Regions from separate parts of the Danio rerio genome. Here region 1 is linked to region 2. A link is a contact called in public HiChIP or PLAC-seq data. All regions are on one chromosome and are shown on one strand. The core of a region is the stretch at or near the end of the contact, and the rest is flanking DNA. Distances in the headings are between cores, read along the strand shown. Region 1 holds the start of kansl1l (KAT8 regulatory NSL complex subunit 1-like). Region 2 holds the start of znf148 (zinc finger protein 148).

What was found. HiChIP or PLAC-seq counts read pairs in DNA pulled down with a chosen protein or histone mark.
Region 1: an H3K4me3 HiChIP or PLAC-seq map of gastrula embryo shows a contact between it and region 2, with 3 times the contacts expected there. The contact joins the promoter of kansl1l here to the promoter of znf148 in region 2. A contact is called at or near these places in 2 of 4 datasets of contacts at active chromatin or transcription factors (embryo and gastrula embryo).

The regions. Positions count from the first base shown.
Region 1 is chr9:40,448,604-40,454,265 of GRCz12tu, forward strand. It overlaps kansl1l (KAT8 regulatory NSL complex subunit 1-like), which reads left to right and starts at 1,414. Exons shown (of 15, transcript XM_684784.10): 1 at 1,414-2,738. The coding sequence starts at 1,951.
Region 2 is chr9:40,335,947-40,341,306 of GRCz12tu, forward strand. znf148 (zinc finger protein 148) reads left to right here and starts at 1,778. Exons shown (of 7, transcript NM_001080180.2): 1 at 1,778-1,915.

The DNA.
Region 1 (5,662 bases), core at 164-2,663, 110 kb after region 2:
GCCTACTAATATTTTTACAGCAGCTGGCATCCAGCATTTTGGTGCATTAGCCTGTTTATTGGTGACAGGAAAACCCACTTAAGTGCATTCCTGCCCCCTACTGGACATAAGTGTGTATCAACTAATATTAGACAAACATATTCTATTCAAAATGATTACTTAAGCAACCTTATATTTATTAAACCATAATAACATTTTCAATAATTTAATTGCATAATAAACCTTTAATTTTGCAGGAGCATTCCTTAGCATTATCTTTTTATTTATTTTTTTAGAATTAGCATAATCTATTTTCATAATTCAACATATGTAATTCCTCTGTTAATCACATTATTTCTGTTTCTTAAGGTTTGCAATAACCTGATTCATGACAAATAATAATCTTGTTCATAACACTCAAAGGACTTTTACGTTGAAATTAAACTACTTCCTTTTAAAGTGAAATAACTTCCTTTTACTGTGATAATTCATGCATACACACATATGAAATCACTTGCATATATGTAGATACACAACTAACTGTATGTTTGAGAATTTTATTTTGTATGTTTGCACAAGTGTCATTTGGGTGTTTATGCACACATCAAGTTTATATTCTTATGTGAGGGTTTATGGGTGTATATGCATAGATCAAGTTTATATGTACATGCAAGTGTGTTAATGTGAGTGTTAATGTGAGGATCGAGTTTATATTTATGCGCGTGTGTATGTGGGTGTATTCATGCGTCAAGTTTATATGTATATACACAAGTTTCATCCATGTTGTTTTGAACTTCCAGTGGTATAGGTGTATATGCGAGTAATTTATAGGTGTATATACACGTGTTTTATGTATGTGTTGGTAAGCAAAGTTTGATTTAAATCCTACACGGCACCTCATACCACCTGGTGGACTGAATGCATATTACAATCTCTGCTCAGAGCACAGAACAGCTGAAGCGTTCAACAAGCTCTGCGTTTCAAGCCTAGACACGCTCTCAGTTAGAAAGAAAAAACAAACATAAGAGCAGATTTTCAGAAATCCTGCTCCTTTGACCAAACTGGTCGAAAAATGTGATGTAGCTGTGGCTGTGGTGGAATTCTGAGCTCTTTTGTTTTAAGATCACGAAAACAATCTTCAACTCAATTGTGTTTATCATCAGCACATGTAATAAGGATTTTCTCACCAATAGCTTAAATGAGCACAAATATGCCACACATATCCTGCATGTCAAGACGATCTCAGTTGTTTTCATTGCCGCACACAAATAAAGGTCGATAACTATCATTGTGAAATACCTATCTACAGATCCAAATAAAGTTAGATGAGTTAATAAAAAACTCAATAGTTTTCATATTTATGCGCTCAATAAAAAGTAACCAACGATGTACATAAACGCACACACACACACACACACGCTCCCTCTTTCTCTCGCTCTCTCTTTCTCTGCGCTACAGTGGCGGTTGTTCAGCTGTGTGAAGGAGCATATCGGACTGGATTAGTCTATTTCCGATCTCAAAATAATTATTGAGGAGTACTTTTATGGATCATTCATGGATGATCGTCTATATGTGGTCTGTCTGTTAGTTGCAGGAATATGGGACTGTTAAAAGGTGAGCTTTCCGTTATTCCAATCTTTCCGTTATTTTCATACTGCGCTAATCGCGAAAAGTGAAGCGTTAGTTTAACCGTTTAAATATTTGCCGTTATTCTCTATTTTGTTGTAAAGGCTACCATAATTATCTGTTGTAACAGACGATGTCTTTTAGCCGACCAGAATGATCAATTAAACAGTTTCGGATGATGTTATAAGATTCATCAACAGTCCCAGGACAGGAAAAGGGGAATTACTCCTGCTCTCATTCAGTCATCAGATCAAAACCTTCATTGATTTCATCCACTGCTTTGAGTCACTTAAAAGTAGTGAGAGTACGGGCAGTGTGGATGTGGAGAATAGCTTTGCGCAGAAGATGTGGCAGCACTCTCCTTCATTGGTTCACCTGGACCTCCTGGCATCTAAAGGTTCTCCTCAGCTCTCGCCTTTGTTTCAGGACTCGCATCCCAAAGGTTTTCTGCTGTCAAGCCCAGAACCACTGCTCAGCCTCCTCTCTTTAAACAAGAACTCACCGGGTTCTCCAGCAGGTGCTCCACAGATGTGTTTCATGCCCATTCTTCAAGACAATGGACAAGATTATGTAGAACCTACTAGCACTCAAAGGCATGGTTGTTCATCAAAACATTGGCCAGTTAGCACTAAACCACTTTCCTCAGAGCAATCACAATGTAGGAAGAACAATGCTTTAAACCATACACGGGTTGGTGCTATGGGGGAAATGGAGGAAGGGTTGATGATTCAGTCATTGTGGCATCTCTCCCAGCATGTTTCATTGGCGAATCGAGCCGGTCGTTTACAACAGAGGGTGTTGGCAGTGCTTGGTGAACATGCTTCTAGGCACTACAGCCAACAACTGGATGGTTTGAAGAAGAAACTTCTTGAAGCACGCTGCTCCCCCAAATTCTCAATGACATCAGACCCTCTTTTTGAGACTGCAAAGATAGATCAGGCTCTCAGAAGAAACTTCCAGTTCACTCAAACACATAAGCAACCTCTGAAACTTAGAGATGTGCAGAATGTAGCTCACAGTGGTCATGCTGTTCTGCAAGGACTGCTGGAGTCTCTGGACTCAGATGCCACAGCTAGCAGCTCAGATGAGGAGGGGGACCATGAAGACACAAACGCGACCTCAGACCTCCCAAAGTGAGTACCATGCGATGTTAAATAGGCTTTCTAACGAAAAGTGATGCTCTTGCTAATTTATGTTTGACACGTGGAAGAAATTACAACTAAATCAGAGACCTTTTATTCTTCACACAACAGTTAATGAATGTTTAGCATTATAAATGATTACAAAACACCATAAAAGTGGATAGTATAAATTATTTGGTATTTTACCATTTTATTTTTTTAAAATTAAAAGTTATTATTTTGCTGACTGTTTACTCTTAAACTTTCTTTAAAAATTCAGCCTTCCTATCACAAAATTACTTTTTAAAAATATTGGGGATGCTCCAATCGATTGGCTGAAGATTGGTATTGGCTGATAATCACATTTTATGACTCTATTTTATGTCTATACTCGCTAATCTGGCCAATCTCATGAACTGATTGCAGGTGTTTTGAAGTAAATAAAATACCCCAGAAATCATGAAGATGAGAGTGAATTAGTAAGAGAACAGATTGCGCAAGGCGCTGTAATGTTTTAAGCTTTATATTTGTTAGGTTAGATGAATAGCAAAATAAAGATATAGGCCTAGTGCACATCACTGTCCCTCTTATCAAGCGATCGAGCTGCTGTGAGGCTGTCAAGAGCATAGGAGCTGCGGTCACAGACGTGCTAGTTGGAAAGCAAAATATTGGAATGGCCTTGCATGTATTTAGGCCTTTTTACTTATCTTTTTATCCATTTTTTCCTGTAAAGCTGCTTCTGCCCATGACATGTTTACACCAAATAGTTATAAGAGACATGTTTAAGGAATTTTATGAAACATCCTTAATTAGTTATTTTAGGAAAGGAGCGATCTCCACTTAAGATTTATACTTAGAGGGAAAATGTTCTTTATCCATTATGAAGCTTAAAGCATCAGAATCGGTACTCCGTATCGGCCGATCAACATGACAAGGAATCAGTACTTGTTATTGGCTGCAAAAATCCTAATATATATATATATATATATATATATATATATATATATATATATATATATATATATATATATATATATATATATATATATATATATATATATAAAAATTATATTAACATATGTAATATAATTTGTAAGATTCTAAGAGGTCTGAGGATGGAGAGTAGTCTGGGAGCTGCGTGGAGTTTTGATCATCTCTGTATGCGGAAAATTCGGACCCGATTTGAATTGTGGATACGTTGAAATATTTGAACTCGTGTGACCGTATGTAACTGGCTGACCAGATGTGATATTTTCTAGTATTGCCCAAGCAGGTCCGTGCGCTCAATATAAGAAATACTAGTTTTATTTGTTTTTTTGTTTTTTTTATTAGAATTAAGTCTATATATATATATATATATATATATATATATATATATATATATATATATATATATATATATATATATATATATAAACATTTCATACATGAATATATATTTTTTATGTTGTCCACATTCCCTCCAAAATTTTTGCGGTCAAGGAGATTCTAGTATTTATTCATTCAGCCATGGTGAACGCATGGAGAATAAAAGCTCTTGCTTTTGCACCCCTTTATTTCAGACACTGCAAGCTCTCCCGTAGTGCACAACAAAACTGAATATTCTGTGTGACTGCCACAAGGGGACGTATTCCGACAGTCGTGCCCAAATGTCGTGTGCAGTGGAAAGGCAGCTTCACTCCTATCCAGGTCACGGCACCAATGTAACCCCGCCCGGTCCTACACCACCCAACTCGCTCTGAGTTGGGATCGAACCGGTGACTCTCTGTGTGGAACTTGGTAGCACAGCACTTACTAGCTGTCCTCCATCACATAAACACAACATACATAAGACTCAATCTGTAGCTTTAAAAAAAAAAAGCCTTGGGTGGGATCTTGAAGTAGGTGAACTGAAGGGTAGTATTAATCTCTATATTTCAGTTGCCAGGCAGTAAAGGACAGCGAACTTTTAATGACAGACGAGGCGTGAGTCTTTGGCAAGCAGAGAGAGAGAGCATAACGACACGTTTGGAAAAACAAACAGCCCCATACAAGATGGAGAGAGCTAGCTTTTGACTCTGGCTGTGTGCTGTATGTTTCTTTAGGTGCTTTGCTCTCAGACACAGAAGCACTCTGTTCTGTACACAGCTGTTGAGAAATTGTCACCGCATCTCTCCCTTGTGTTGAAGATGTTTATCTGGTGTGCTAATGTGCAGCTGGCTCTTCCTCCTGTTCTGTTTCTGTGTAGCCGCAGTGAAACAGACAGCTGCACTCTCCTTTTCCTGAGATGAGTAAATAAATAGAGATCAGGCTGCCCTTCGCTAGATCAGAGCTTTCATGTCCCTCTCTGTGCTTTGCACAGCCACTCTGCACTTACGCTGTACTGTAAGATCGTAGCATGAGCACAGATGGGAGAACATACTGTATCAGTATCAGTTTCCAAAGGATCTATCTTTTAGAGAGCACAGTAAATTGGAATGATTTGATGTAGTATTTTTCTAAGGTGCAAGATTTGTAGTTTCTTGTATAATATGATTATTAGTGAATAATGGTTTTGTTTTGTTAAATAGCACCTATTTTGCTCCTTTTTAAAGATTTTACACAAGTTTTGGTGTCTGCAGAATGTTTCTGTGAAGTTTCAGCTCAAAACACCCATCAGATTATTTAGTATACCTTTAAGAATATTGGTATTTTCTGCTGTAAACAGGATGTACAGTAGCTGTTTTTGTTGCCTGTGCCTATGCTAGTTTTCTCTGCCCACCATTCCCACGTGCCTGTCAGAGTGTGCCTAAATCTCCGGTTGTGTCAGATAAACAACACAGGTACAGGCATGAGGAAGCAGATCTCACAAAACGTTTGAGAGAAATACTATATTAAGTGCTTTTCCAATGATTATTTGATTAACATATTCCCCACACGGTCACAAAACCATCCTGAATCATTAATAAAAAGCAAGA
Region 2 (5,360 bases), core at 528-3,027:
GAGTAAAAGCAGTTTTTTTAAAATGCCATTTTAAGGTCAAAATTATTAGCCCCTTTAAGCTACATTTTTTTTTCTGATCGTCTACAGAACAAACCATCCTTATACAATAAATGGCCTAATTACCCTAACCTACCAAGTTACACTAATTAACCTAGTTAAGCCTTTAAATGTCACTTTAAGCTGTATAGAAGTGTCTTGAAAAATATCCAGTCAAATATTATTTACTGTCATCATGGCAAAGATAACAGAAAATGGAGAAAAAATAAACAGGGGAGCTTATAATTCAGAGTGTTTAATAATTCTGACTTCAACTATATATATATATATATATATATATATATATATATATATATATATATATATATATATATATATATATATATATATATACATAAAATAAATTCATATCTCTCTCTCTCTCTCTCTCTCTCTCTCTCTATATATATATATATATATATATATATATATATATATATATATATATATATATATTCATAAATTCATATACAGTTGAAGTCAGAATTATTAGCCCCCTTTTGATTTTTATTTTCTTTTTTTTAAATATTTCCCAAATGATGTTTAACAGAGCAATGAAATGTTCACAGTATGTCTGATAATTTTTTTTCTTCTGGAGAAAGTCTTATTTGTTTTAATTCAGCTACAATAAAAGCAGTTATTAATTTTTAAAAACCATTTTTGGGAGAAAATTTTTTAACCCCGTTTAAGCTCATTTTTTTCGATAATCTACAGAACAAACAACTGTTATACAATAACTTGCCTAATTACCCTAACCTGACTAGTTAATTAACCTAGTTAAGCATTTAAATGTCACTTTAAGCTGTATAGAAGTGTCTTGAAAAATATCAAGTAAAATATTATGTACTGTCATCATGACAAAGAGAAAATTAATCTGCTATTAGAAATACGTTTTTTTAAAACTATTATGATTAGAAATGTGCAGAAACAATCTTCCCTCCATTAAACAGAAATTGGGGGAAAAAATAAACAGGAGCGCTAATAATTCAGGGGGGCTAATAGTTCTGACTTCAACTATATATATATATATATATATATATATATATATATATATATATATAGAGAGAGAGAGAGAGAGAGAGAGAGAGAGAGAGAGAGAGAGAAAAAAGTCACACAAGAAAATTTTTTTACACCCGTCACATCCATAATGAAGCTTTTCCTTCTTAAATGCAAAATTGTCAAATAAAATAAAATCAATCATGTTTGTTTTATAGAGAGCTGACTCTTATCCTTTCGATTAGCATTGTTTCTTTTGGGTTGTGCAGTTTAATTCACGGAATTTCTACAAAGTGTTGTATACTGTAAACTCACAGACTTTTTTTTTTGGTCACATCCATAATGCATGTTTTTTTTCCTTATTTAAAATAAAAAAACATGTTTACAGATTGATTTTTCTGATCCATTAACTCTGATTAGTTGTTTTGGAAAATATAAAGGGATGTTTCAATATAATGTTAACATACTTTCCATGTGAATTTATGTTTTGAGTTTTTACAGCAAATGTCACATCCATAACGCTGGAATTGCTCATATATGTATTAAGATCAAGGGTTTCAGTTAAGTTTAAACATGGTAACTAAGAATAAATTCTGCAACAGTTCATGTTAGCTAATGCATCGAATAATGTTGACAGAATATACCTTGTAAATTATTAACGCTACAAAATGCTTAAAATATACTTAAAAACAAGCAAACTCCACCAGCCACTTGAGTCTCGTTTGAGCGGGTCCGCTGCGATCCCAGAATGCATCACTGCGCAGCTGCAGATGGAATGTAGCTCGCTAGCCTCGTATGCTAGCCGCAGCACCACAGTAAAGTTTGACAAACACGTCATGAGCGGCTCGAACCCGCAGCCAGCGTCGCACTGACGACACATGCGGTACGTATACTTTTCATCCGCGGGGCACTGTGGGACAAACCGCCGTCAAAATGTCTGCAGTCCGACCTCTGTGCGCGCGATGAAATGGCAGCATATTAGAGATGGAGATCGGGCCGATTTGAAACTCTGCGTTAACATGTTAAAATCCGTCGAGGCTGTTATTAAAATACGTTAGTGTCGTTAAGCTTACGTCAAATGAAACGAGCAGCTAGATCTGTGACAGCGGCAACAGGCAGCTAGTGTTGTGAAGGAGTGTTGTTGTAAACACAGTCCGGTACTTTCAGTTCATTTTGTAGTTCGTAGACTTCTGTATTATTATCAAGTCTTGCATGAGTAAAGCTTACACTCAAATATGCGGTTATTTTGTGGGTCGCCATAAGTATAGATTAATGATTGACTTGTCATATTGTGTATTACCTGACAATTTCAAAGTCTGACCAAATTGAAGTGTTTGTTTAGTGTAGTTCTTTTTTCATCTAAACGATACCTAATATATAGTTTTTGCTTTATTAAGGTCAGATTTGGCTTAGCTACTCAATATGAAAACAAATGTCTTGTATATGTAGTCACTGTCTCATCTGGTTAGAGGCAAAGAGTTACCATATGCATGCCGTAATATGCTCCTATTGGCCTGTGGAATAAGCAAATAATTATGTGTAAAGATGTTTTACAATGTTCATTTGTATCCTGGCTTAATAATTCATCATGATCAGGCATGTTTAAAAAAAATGGATGCACAATATGAGGTCAATAACATTGGGAAATATAGCTGAAAAATCTTTATTTGGTTAAGCTACCCAAAAATAAATTTTAGCTGTTTATTTATTCACCTTTCAGCCATCGGAAATGTACTGTAGGTAGGGCCAGGCTGATAAACGTTATTATATTGAATCACGATACAACTTCTGCCAATAACAATCATAAGCTCTGGACTTTTTTTTTTTTTACTATAAATTGATCTAAGAGCCAATCACACAGCAGAAATGTGCAACAATAGGAATTTAAAAGTGTGTTGATATTGTACCGAATATGTACCAAGTTTTTACAGCCACCAAAACTTTATCGGCTGAAAGTGTTTCCTTTAAATGGACCCTTTATTTTTTGTGGCTTCAGTAATTGTTTGTGTACTCTTTTAAATATGGAAGCATTAACAACTAGTAGCGAAATATTAGGGCTGGGCGATTAATCGAAAAGCAATCGAAATCGACATTCAGAAACTATAATTCAGAACTCTAATTTTGCCAGGTCAATTTTTTCATATACTTTCCCTAGCGGCCCGTGTGTGGAGTCACCATGACCCCATTCTGTTAAGGTGAGCTGATTTATACTTATTATTATATTATTATACATAATTATTATAATATTATGATATTATGCTTCTGCCAAACGCATGCAATATGATCCAGCACAGCCTTTACATACACCCGCACCTCTCAAAAAAACTTTAACTACACTTCACAACTGTTACAACTATACATTACTGTACAAAACCTGTCACTATATGTAACTTGTAAACTATGATGGCAAAAACTTAAAATAGATGAAATAATCGTTCATTATTATTCAAATTAAAATGTTCAATTAATCGAGATTTAGATTTTAGGCCAAATCACCCAGCCGTACAAAATATTGTTATCGCTATAAAAGAACGATAAATAACGATATTGTTATCATTCCATATGGAAAATAATTACCAGGAGTCTGGATTTTAATAATGGATAGAATATATATATATGCGTTTGGTGGATTATTATATTCAATGGATATAAATAAGTGTTTTGAGGCCTGTCAGTGTGACTCTCAGTGTGAATGAGGGTTTTAAAAGCATTCAGGCTTAAGAAACTACCTTTTGTACCTTTGACAAACTAGCAAATAGCAATGATTAATTTTATTGAAATTGAATTGTTTATAAAAAGATTATACAATGTTATTATACATTTGATTATTTAATTACTGTATACCAGTTCAACTCCATAGAAAACAAAACACTTTATTAAACAAACACATCTAAAAATATATTTTAATTTGTATCTTTGTTTTTTTAATTTGTACCTGTAGATTGTTTATATTGTTTGCACTCCTATACAGAATCATTCCGATCAGTCAAAAATAGGCAATTGTTTTCAAGTAGTTTTTCAAGTCAAATTTTATTAATTTCGCAATTTATATCGCAGAATAAAAAAAAATATTGCAATGTTAGATTATTCCATTATCATGCAGCCCTAGTAGCCATTGACTTGCATTTTATAAATCATCAATGACCACGGTTTAAGATAAATCATCAGGTTTTACGGAGAACAAAATCACCTACAGAACAACTTGTAACAGCAAGTGAAGAGTTCAGATACAAAATCTCTAAATTGCATCTAAAATGTCCTCCTAAATTGAGCATTTCTCTCAGCGTCCTATATTTATGTTCAGTTATTTCACTTTAAAGACAATTAGAAGAACTACTTCATCACTATAAAAGTAAAATTACAGTCCTCACACAGGAGTTGTGGTAATTTGGTATTTTTGCATCTAAACTCTTCAAATGTACTTTTCTGATTGAGCTCTCTCTTCAAGCGTATGATATTGCTTTTTGTTTGATGGTTAGTGTTAAATCAAGCCATATTTATCCATGTAACGCTTTATACATCACATGTTGTATAAAAGCTGCTTCACAGTAATAAACAGGAAAATAACTGTCTATGATGCAAAGCTCATCAATTATGAAACAAGCGCAATTTCAGCTCTACAGAAGACAATAGTATCCTTGTTCAAGTTAATTCAATTCATTGTGTCCTCATCCAGCAGTGTTAGATTGATAATATTCTCTGAATATTAATTGTCTTATAAGCCCCGTTTAATCAGTTAGAAATTCTATATTACAAACCAATTTGTGTCAGCTCATTTGTAATGAGGCTTAAGGCACAAATCTGACATAAAATGGCAAGAACGCTTCTTTATTAAATTGCATTATGCTCCAGTGGCAATTCTGACAATGACTGTTCAAGACATTTCAAGTCAGATTAGGTTTTTTGTCATTTCTTCTCTTTTGCCTAGCAGGTGCTGAAAATTATTTTTTGCTTTATTTTGTGCATAAAAAGACAAGCTAGACCAGTATAGAGTGGAGGAACTATGACGTCACCTTGTAGGCAAATCGGCTGCTAGCATAAAACTTGTTCCCTTGATAAAATCTCTATAGGATTTTCCCATAGACTTTTTGAAAATTGCAAATAAAAAGCTCTGTTCAAACACAGTTCATTACACTTACACGTTTTGTCTAACTGGATAATCCTCACACGCAATAACTTTTATCACTTTTGGATCCTAAATGCAAATGCAAGAACTAAAAAGCTAACATTAGGCTATAAACGGACTACACTGACTTCAGGACGCTACCTACAACTTTTCAAGTTTATTTTTAGAAAAATGGTCCATGACAAAGATTTACTCTCTTAAT